Linked DNA regions of Mus musculus: region 1 is linked to region 2. A link is a contact called in public Hi-C data. All regions are on one chromosome and are shown on one strand. The core of a region is the stretch at or near the end of the contact, and the rest is flanking DNA. Distances in the headings are between cores, read along the strand shown. Region 1 has its middle 100 kb from the start of Klf5. Region 2 holds the start of Klf5 (Kruppel-like factor 5).

Region 1 (4,312 bases), core at 1,210-3,709, 100 kb after region 2:
GCTTTGTGCTACTACAAGGTAAATGTAAGAGACTCAGTCTAATGCCAAAGGGCTGTTAAATTTCTGCTTGATAATTTGATAAACGAGCCAGATTTCATTGGGTGTGATAAGGTTGCTTTCTTTCTCTTCCTCCTCTTCTCTCTCCTTTCCCTCATTATCATTTTCTGTGCTGAGGGGTGAACCTTGTGGATGCTGGGCAAGCTCTTGATCACCGTACTGTATCCCAGGCACCATCTGGTAACTTCTGATATTGTCTAAAAACCTAGTCCAGCCCAGAATTCTCCTATGTTACACATTTTGTAGAAGTGCCTGCAGTTCTCATGGTACTGTTTTGGGTCACTTAATTTTGGGTGATTTAATATAGGGAGAATCCAATCTCTCCCCAAGTTCATGCACCAGTGAAGAAAGACTCCTCTACATAGAAAATATGTTATTCACTGTGCGAGAGAGAGAGAGAGAGAGAGAGAGAGAGAGAGAGAGAGAGAGAACTCCATGGATGGCGTTAGCTTTTATATCTTCATTTTGTGTGAAGGTGGTGTTGTACTGAATAACCTCAGGCTGGCTGCTTGGTGCTTTGTTACCCAATAGCAGTAGGTAGATGCATGCCTGGCACGAGGAGGTAGCCACGTGAGCTAAAGCAGATCCTGAAATACTGGGAGGTTCGCTTATTTTGTTCTTAAGTATCACACACCCCAGTCTCCACAGATCTTACCCCTCTACAAAGCCCAAACCAAAAGCACACATGTCTGAAATCTCCTCATGAAGTTGGAAAATGTCTTCACAGCATTTAAAGCATGGATAATCCAACTCAAGGTAACATACAGGGTGGAGGGTATGTGTGTATGAAGATGTCTTAAATCCTTCTGGAGTAAGGTAAGTAGGCATAAATTAGCCAAAGAGAGGAAATTGTGAAAACTTTACTTAAAGTTTAAACCATGCATCTACCATGATGCTAAACTATGGGTTAGTTTATGACCTTGTGGTCAATAGTTAGTTGAATACATTTTGTTCTAATAGTAAAAACTAGATCCCTCCAATAATAGGAAGGTCCTATATTTTCTTTACTTAGGCAAATGTATATGAATGAATGTTCTTGAAGGACATTATTATCCAATGTTAAGTATGAATACATTTAATAATGTCCAGATATGCATTATACTTCAAGGTAGAATTGAGAGACTTTTGCATACTATACAATGGTCTTAGTGCAGCCTATACACATAGAGACAGCATGAAACACATTTTCATTCTGAGGCCTAATCTGGAGGGTTTCCTACCTGCCAGGTGCTGATTTTGTTTCTTTGTATCTGAATGTAAATCAAAACAAGCAAGCAAACAAACAGCGCTACTTCATTTAGTGTGCTCACGATAAAGATCATCATGTCTGTCTCACTATTGTACTTATAAGCAGTCTGTTTCAGAGATAAATCAATGGGATAAAAACCTTGGAGAGAAGCTGGGCAGCCATGGCTTACTCCTTGAGGCAGAGGCAAGCAGATCTCTGGGAATTCAAGGCCAGCCTGGTCTACAGAGTGGGTTTCAGGGCAGCCAGGGCTACACAGAGAAACCTTGTCTTGAAAAGCAAAAAACAAAACAAAGAAAACAAACCAAAATAAACCCCTAGGAGATGGAAGGATCATTAATGACAGGGTTGAGTATTTCCTCCAGGAGTATTAGCTCACAAGTGGTTTCTAGTTGTGGGTTCTATCTGAAGTTGCCAATTAACAATATCCATGGTTACCATAAGGATGGAAGCAAGTTCCACTTGTCGTTTTATAGAACTTGTTATAAGTTCCACTATAGATGTCAAAATAATAGACTTTCCACTTTCTTTCCATTGTTTTGGCTCTTTGAGATAGCACCATATACCAGCCCAGGCTTGTATGCAAGTCAGCCTGTAGTTCAGGTTGCTTCTAAATAGTAAACCTCCTGCCTCAGCTTCCCAAGTGTCAAGATTACATGTGTGCTCATCTTGCTCAGAACTTCTCTTTGATATTTGTGATCTTATATATCCTCTTTTCTTTTTTGAATAAAAAGATATAGTATGTCTGAGCATTAGTTCAGTTGGTAGAGTGCTTTCCTATCCTAGAACTGCACACAGCCATTGATCTGGTCCCCAGAACTGCATGAACTAGGAATGGTAACATGTGGGAGGTGGAGGCAGAAGGATCAGAAATTCAGGCATTCTCATCTACATATAAGTTTAAGATCAGACTAGGCTACATGAGACTTAGCTTCTTTAGTTTCCCAAAGATATAATAAAGCCCTGAAAAATATTTGCGTTTAAGAGAAGTAATGACGATTGCATTAGAAGATGACAAATGCACTGATTCTGTCATTACACCATATAGAATGTCCTACCCAAATAGATTCTTCTATCAAAGTACAAGGTGATGGCTGGATTGCACTGTCAACCAACAGGCAGAGGCCCCGAGATCTGACTCACCACTGGGGAATGCTTCAGAGCACAACTCTTGATAGTAATGAATATTAATAGCCTTGGGAGGAAATGTCACAAGTTTCACAGCAACAGTCCTCTTAGCTGAGACTCACGCTTGCATGCATCCTTAAGAAAGATGGACTTAATCCATGAATAAATAACTCAGTCATTGAGATGACAGAGAAGGTGAGGTCACATACAGGCCAGTCAACTTTACTCTATAACTGGACACCACACCCCTGACCAGACTAGCCAGAAAGGTGAGCATAGATGGTGCTATTGGAAAATCCACACACCACTATAATGATGCATTTTAACACTCGGCTACACACAGAGCCTCACGGGCATTGTTCTAAGTTCAGCCTATACCATTTCAAGATATGGCACTATGACTATTGACAAACACAGTTGAGAATTATTCTAAAATCAGCCCCTCCTTCATTTTAGACAAAACTGGTTAGTCTTATATAGAGAGGCCAAACGTGCAATCTTGTGTGTCTGTCTGTGTACACACGTGTAGTTTCAGAGTCTTTTATCAATACTGTTAGTAAACAGAGAAAATAAGAATTGTATTCAATAAAGACTTGCAGGTTGGGCTAATGGACTATTGATGGGGGTTAAATTAGGTGCTTCAAAAAGATGTGGTTAATTTTCTAACTTCTGATACCCATGGATGTGACCTGGTGTGGAAATAGGACGTTGGAGGAATAGTTAAAGATGATGAGGTCACACTGGAATAATGTGAGTCTTAAATGCAATATGCTTGGTTGCTCTCATGTGGAGAATACACAAAGAAGAGATAACACACATAGAGGAGCAAGCACCCCCCCCATACATACACATAGAAAATATAGACAGACAGACAGATACACATACACAGAGATAGAAGAAAACCATGAGAAAGACATGGTAGGCAGCCCTATTGCAACATGATTGTCCAACTATGTATAAGCCAAAGAACCACAGATTTCTGGCAACCCCTGGAATTAAGGACGAGGCAAGAAAGCATTCTTACCAGGAGCCTTCAGAGAGGAGGTGATTTGAGATTCCTAGCCTTCAGAACTGTAGTGAATGCATTTCTGTTGCTGACTTTGTTATGGCTGCTCTGGGAAGCAACTACAACTCTGTTTCAGTGACATGTGGATGAAAACAGGACAATGGGAAGATGTCAGGATGAAGCCTGAAATGTCAGCTGCTCAGAATATTCCAGCACTTTCAGTCTTCTGGAACTGTGGACGGCTATTCCAAGTCTGGCCTTTACTATCCATATAATGGAGCCAGTTTGGATTCTCCCTGAGTTTGGATGAGGAATCTGCCTGATATGTTCTGATGAACCTTATGAAAGAGAGGTAGACTATTTTAGGGGCTGTTTTGACCTATCACTTCCCTTGTGGACCACATCTGTAAATGCTGTTATTACATTGGAGAGAGGCCAAGCCACTGATGCTCTCTGTAGGGAGCAGTACCCATTATTTATTCCAGGATGAACAAAAGAGTCTTTACAGCTGTCCCTTTCTCCGTGAGCTTTCATAGATAAGGGCTTGACCCTAGCTGGTCAAAGAGGGTCCCTGAAAGTGGGGTTGACAACTGTAATCTATTGGCTGATCATAGCCCTGTACCTGGGTATCAGACCTTCTTTGAAGAGAGGTAGAGGTAGAGTCTTTGCTACAGGTGGTATGGCTTCAGGGCCCAGAAGCATTTGGAAGGATATTGATGCAATCTTGGTATTAGAAATAGTAGGTAACTCACGGAGGAATACTCTAGATGAAAAATACGGTCAGTTGGTAGATGGATGGTCATGTTGTACCCAGGAGACAAAAATATAGTCTTCCCCTAGAACTTTTTCTCTGAAGTGTACCATCTGGTTTCCTT
Region 2 (4,542 bases), core at 896-3,395:
AAAATAATAAAAGAGTGACAAGGTAATAAAAATACGTTCTTCAGTGTTTGTCACGCAGCTTGGTGGGGTCTCAATTGGCTGCAGTGAAATGTTTGTAAGAGAAGCATATTGAAAAGCTATTGTGTAAGTTAGAAAGATTTCCATTAAAATAAACGGGTCTTATTGCAGTAAAATGGCATGCCCCACTGACGCTCTGGTTTAGAGAGGCTTAAAAGCCAATCAGAATAAAGAGAAATTCAAAGAGTTAAAGGAAGGAACCATCCTGTTAAGAGCTATCAACACTCCACACTTGGTTTGGTTATACTATCAGCATTAAGTACCCAGAGGTCTTCTAAAAAAATGACCCCTTTTTAAAAAGTTAAAATCTGACAACAATTCTATGACCCGTCTCAGAGTTATTTGAGCACGTGATTGGCTTTAATAACAGAGAAAAATGAGGCCAAGTTTTTAAAGATGAAGGTTGGCAACATGGGGTTGTCGACGTAAAACGTCAGTACACACACACTTATTAAATAACACCCTGGTATCATGAAAGTTGTCATCACCCATCCTCTGAAAGTGGCAACCACAACTGTAAAGATGGATCATTGCTGACAGGAAGGAAAAGGGAGAAAAGAAACTGAGTTCACAATATGATTTTATCTTTGCTACAATAAATAAATAAATAAATAAATAAATAAATAAATAAATAAATAAATAAACGACACGTGAGACTTTGGAAATTTCATTGGAAATGAGACTTATACCTGTGATACACTCTTTCAGGTGCACTTTTTTTTTTTCCTAAGAACTTTTTAAAAAGATGCTTCACTGTAAAGGAGCGAGTGTGCTCTAGGTAGGTATTATAGTATAGTGTGCTGCCAACAGACGTAAATAGATAGCAATATTACAGGCGTCTTTTTAAGTCGCAGTTTATTGTTTCAGCTTCTCAATAAGCCAGATAAAATCATAGACAAGAACATTGAGGATTAAGGAAAGGCGTTTCCTTTGGTGTGATTACTGGCAAAAATTAAGAACAAAACCAAACCAAACCACTCACCTTCCATTAAAACAACGCAGTAAAAAGGTAGTAATATAGTTGACTGTTGCTTTCCTACCAGTTTGGATACCCAGTTTTCAGGGCTGTTGAATGTCTGTGAATGTTTGTGCCTTCTTTGGTTCCCGTTTCGTAGGAAAAGGTGACACTGTATTAGGTAGATGGGACCCATACTTCTGAATATATTAAAACTCCATTCCCCGCCCCTCCGAACACTACAGTGCTAGCAAAAATAAGCCAAAGATGTAATGTCTATTTAAATACCCGGTTGAGCTGGCTGTTAGTTCTCAAATTAGATTCCATGCTCGGGCTAGAATCAACATGGTTTAAATATTAAAAACTTCATAATTCATATGGCCCACCCCACCTTTTCCCCACATTCGGCGAAGGAGAGTAGACATGTCTGTGAAAACTTGTAGCTCCTTAAATACTGTAGGGGAAAATGTGCCCAGGTTGGTATGCAAGGACTTGAAAAAAAATGCTTGACATTTACAGATTTTATTCAGGCCACAAGGAATCTGCGAAAAGATAGATAGATCTACGGCTGAAAACACAGAAAGGAGGGCTGTTTTACGTTTGTTTTCGCACCGCCCCTTGTTTTCCTCTAAAGTACATTTTGTATACTTAAAAAAAAAAATACACTCATTGGTTAAGACTGGAAACCTCAGCTCCCCCCACCTAGCTGCCTTCTGTCTTCGGTTTTCGAGTTTCAGGTCCTTGCACAACACCTAAGACGTGCAATACTTTTTTTTCGCCCTAATCCTGGCAGAGAACAGTTCGGAGAGATCTCCCTCCGCGTCTCCACCCTGATTTCCCCCTCTTCCTAGATTCCACCCGCTCCTCTCCTTCCCTCCGCCCGCCCCGTGCTCCGCCGGCCCAATCTGTCAGAGAAGTTGTGTACAAACTGCGCCGCAGCCCTGCGCGCGAAGCTCCTGGCCCGCGAGGGGTGCGGTCGGCCCGTCGGAGGCGGGACCTCGTGGGCCTTCTTTCCTACTGGCTACCCTCTGGCCCTGGGGCCTTGCCATTGGCCACAACGCTGCCAGTCCGGTGAGCTGGCCCTGCCTCCCCGGAGTTGGGTGAAATAGAGGCGGGCGTCAAGTGTCAGTAGTCGCGGGGCAGGTACGCGCTCTCTTAGGTTGCTGGTGGAGCTTGGGGGTGGCGGGAGCGGGTTCCGGCGAGAGGGTGAGCGAGCGCTGGGGCGGGGCGGGAGAAAGTGGCTGCCCGAGGACCTCGGCGGTGACGCGTGGCCGAGCCCAGGAGCCCCGATCTCCGTGCCCGCCTTCGTGAGCGTCTGGCTGCCGGCCCAGGGGTCCCCCGCCGCGGCCCCCCGCCGAGTCCGCCGTCCCGTGCCAGCCCGAGCGAGGTGGGATCGCGATCGCTCCGTGTCCCGCTCCCGTAATCCCCAGACCGTCCATGCCCACGCGGGTGCTGACCATGAGCGCCCGCCTGGGACCACTGCCCCAGCCGCCGGCCGCGCAGGACGAGCCCGTGTTCGCGCAGCTCAAGCCGGTGCTGGGCGCTGCGAACCCGGCCCGCGACGCGGCGCTCTTCTCCGGAGACGATCTGAAACACGCGCACCACCACCCGCCTGCGCCGCCGCCAGCCGCTGGCCCGCGACTGCCCTCGGAGGAGCTGGTCCAGGTAAGCAGAGCGGCCGGCCTCCCTTCCCCGGCTCGGGCGTGTCCCGCCGCTACGAGGCGCGGGCGACAGGGGCCGCTCCAGACTGGGACGCGCGGGAACGGGTGCCCGGGTGGACAGCCCCGCCCTGCGCTCCCAGACGGGGCGCCGGGGAGTGGATGGGGGAGCAGGGCGGGGGCCCACCCGGATCTGTCCAGAGGAGCTAAAGAGAGCCGCGCGCTCGCGTGCACCTTCTCTTTGCTTGCGTGGGGATGAAAGCTTGTGCCCACGCTCAACTTGGCTTAAAATGCTTCTTGACCGCTCTCTCCCGATGGCCCTGGCCTTGGAAGTCCACCTGCCTGCGTCCTCTGGGGTGAAATAGAAATGCAAATTGGAGTACTGGGGTTTCATATACCCCCGTGGAGGCTCACCCTAGAATGTATTGTAGGGCCCCGTTTGGAAAACTAGAATCTTAAGGTTGTATTGGAACACCGCTTTTCCCTTAAAAAGAAACACGGACAAAAAAGGCCAGGGGTGTTGTTTTTCTTAGTGTGCGCGTAAATTTCCTCTCGGAGTCGCGTTGAAAGCTGGCAGTTGGCTTTTACACTTGCCCAGCAGCCGAATTAGAGCAAGCGCCTGTTTCTTTCGCCCACGCACGGGAGTCATATAGCCTAGAAAAAACTTCCCGGGACTTTTAGCTAGTCCCAAGGAAAAAAAAAATTGGAAACAGACCCACATGCAAACAGCTGGAAGAGCTAAAATCAGAAACCACTAACCGCCACGGGAGCGCAGTGCACGAAAGGGTTTAAGATCGGTTTATTTCAAGACGCTTAGTTTAATAGCCTCTTGCTGTATTGTGTATTTGCACTGAGCGCCTATTTCTTGGGGTCTGCCAGTGTCGTGGTGCTTTGAGAAGACAGTGGCATTTTGTCAGATGTGACTCACATGGCTACAGCATGAATCTTTATTTTTAAGTCCTGCATATCCGGGAAATCCCGTCCGTCCTCGTCCACATCCAGATCTTGATGATCTGAGGTCCGAGGTGACATTTCTTTGGAAAATTAAAAGCAAAATATACGACTCCTATTCACTGACTGAGGTGAATGGTTCTATGAACCATTTCATTTACCTGGGGCTTGATCTTTTTCTGACTTCCTTTTTTTTCAATGTCAAAAAAAAAATCAAGAGAAAGCGTTCGTTATATTAGAGAAGAGAGCTGGGGGAAAGATAGGCGTCTGGTCAGTAGCTGGATTGATTATGTATGTTCTTAAACAATCAGGGCCTGGAAGATATTTGGTTATTTTATTCTGGTAGTTTTCGCTCAGGAGATAGCAAGATGACTGCGCTTTTTACAGAGGAAGGGGGAATGTAGCATTGGCCCACGGAGAGGACATGATAAATGTTTTGCTGATGACTGTGCCTGCGATGCAGCAGCCTCTCCCCACCCACGGGAGTCTTAGCACCCGTCTACCAAGGGAGTGATTTTTCTCCTTGATAATTAAAGATCTGTTTTAGATAGGGATATGAATAGGTCCATTTCATTATGATAGTGACCCATTACCGAATCTACTGGTTCAAGTGAACATTTGGACCAAACGTTGAGGGTGCAATTGTTTTGTATCAGTGGATACAATACAGGCTTCTGCTCCACAGGTTCAAGTTTCTATTCAAAAAGTATTGAAATGGCCAGAGAACATTTTATATTAGGCCTGATAAAATAACCTAGTCCACACACAAAAGCCCTTTGGAATAATTATTTTTAAGATTTGCACAGGTTTTAGTTTTCAAGTGTAATGGATGTGAACAGATTTGAGGCAGTTTGGCAAAACTGTGATACCATAGTTTAACTGAAGATATACCCTAATTTGACTGTGTGTGCGCGTGTGCGC

Evidence for each region. A called contact is a pair of places that touch in the nucleus more often than the background predicts.
Region 1: a Hi-C map of epidermal suprabasal cells shows a contact between it and region 2, with 2.6 times the contacts expected there. The contact joins the enhancer-like site here to the promoter of Klf5 in region 2. A contact is called at or near these places in 1 of 39 promoter capture datasets (the 3T3-L1 cell line), 2 of 484 Hi-C or Micro-C datasets (cardiomyocytes and epidermal suprabasal cells), 4 of 115 datasets of contacts at active chromatin or transcription factors (embryonic stem cells and intestinal villus epithelium) and 2 of 9 other capture datasets (embryonic stem cells and liver).

Annotation. Positions count from the first base shown.
Region 1 is chr14:99,400,897-99,405,208 of GRCm38.p6, forward strand. No RefSeq gene overlaps it. Among named protein-coding and RNA genes, the nearest start is that of Klf5, 100 kb to the left of the region's middle. Within about 2 kb of position 2,460, at least 9 of the 459 cell types and tissues checked have an H3K27ac peak or open chromatin away from gene starts, as enhancers often do. A contact at or near this core is called in epidermal suprabasal cells, where this site is marked.
Region 2 is chr14:99,296,546-99,301,087 of GRCm38.p6, forward strand. Klf5 (Kruppel-like factor 5) reads left to right here and starts at 2,146. Exons shown (of 4, transcript NM_009769.4): 1 at 2,146-2,677. The coding sequence starts at 2,450.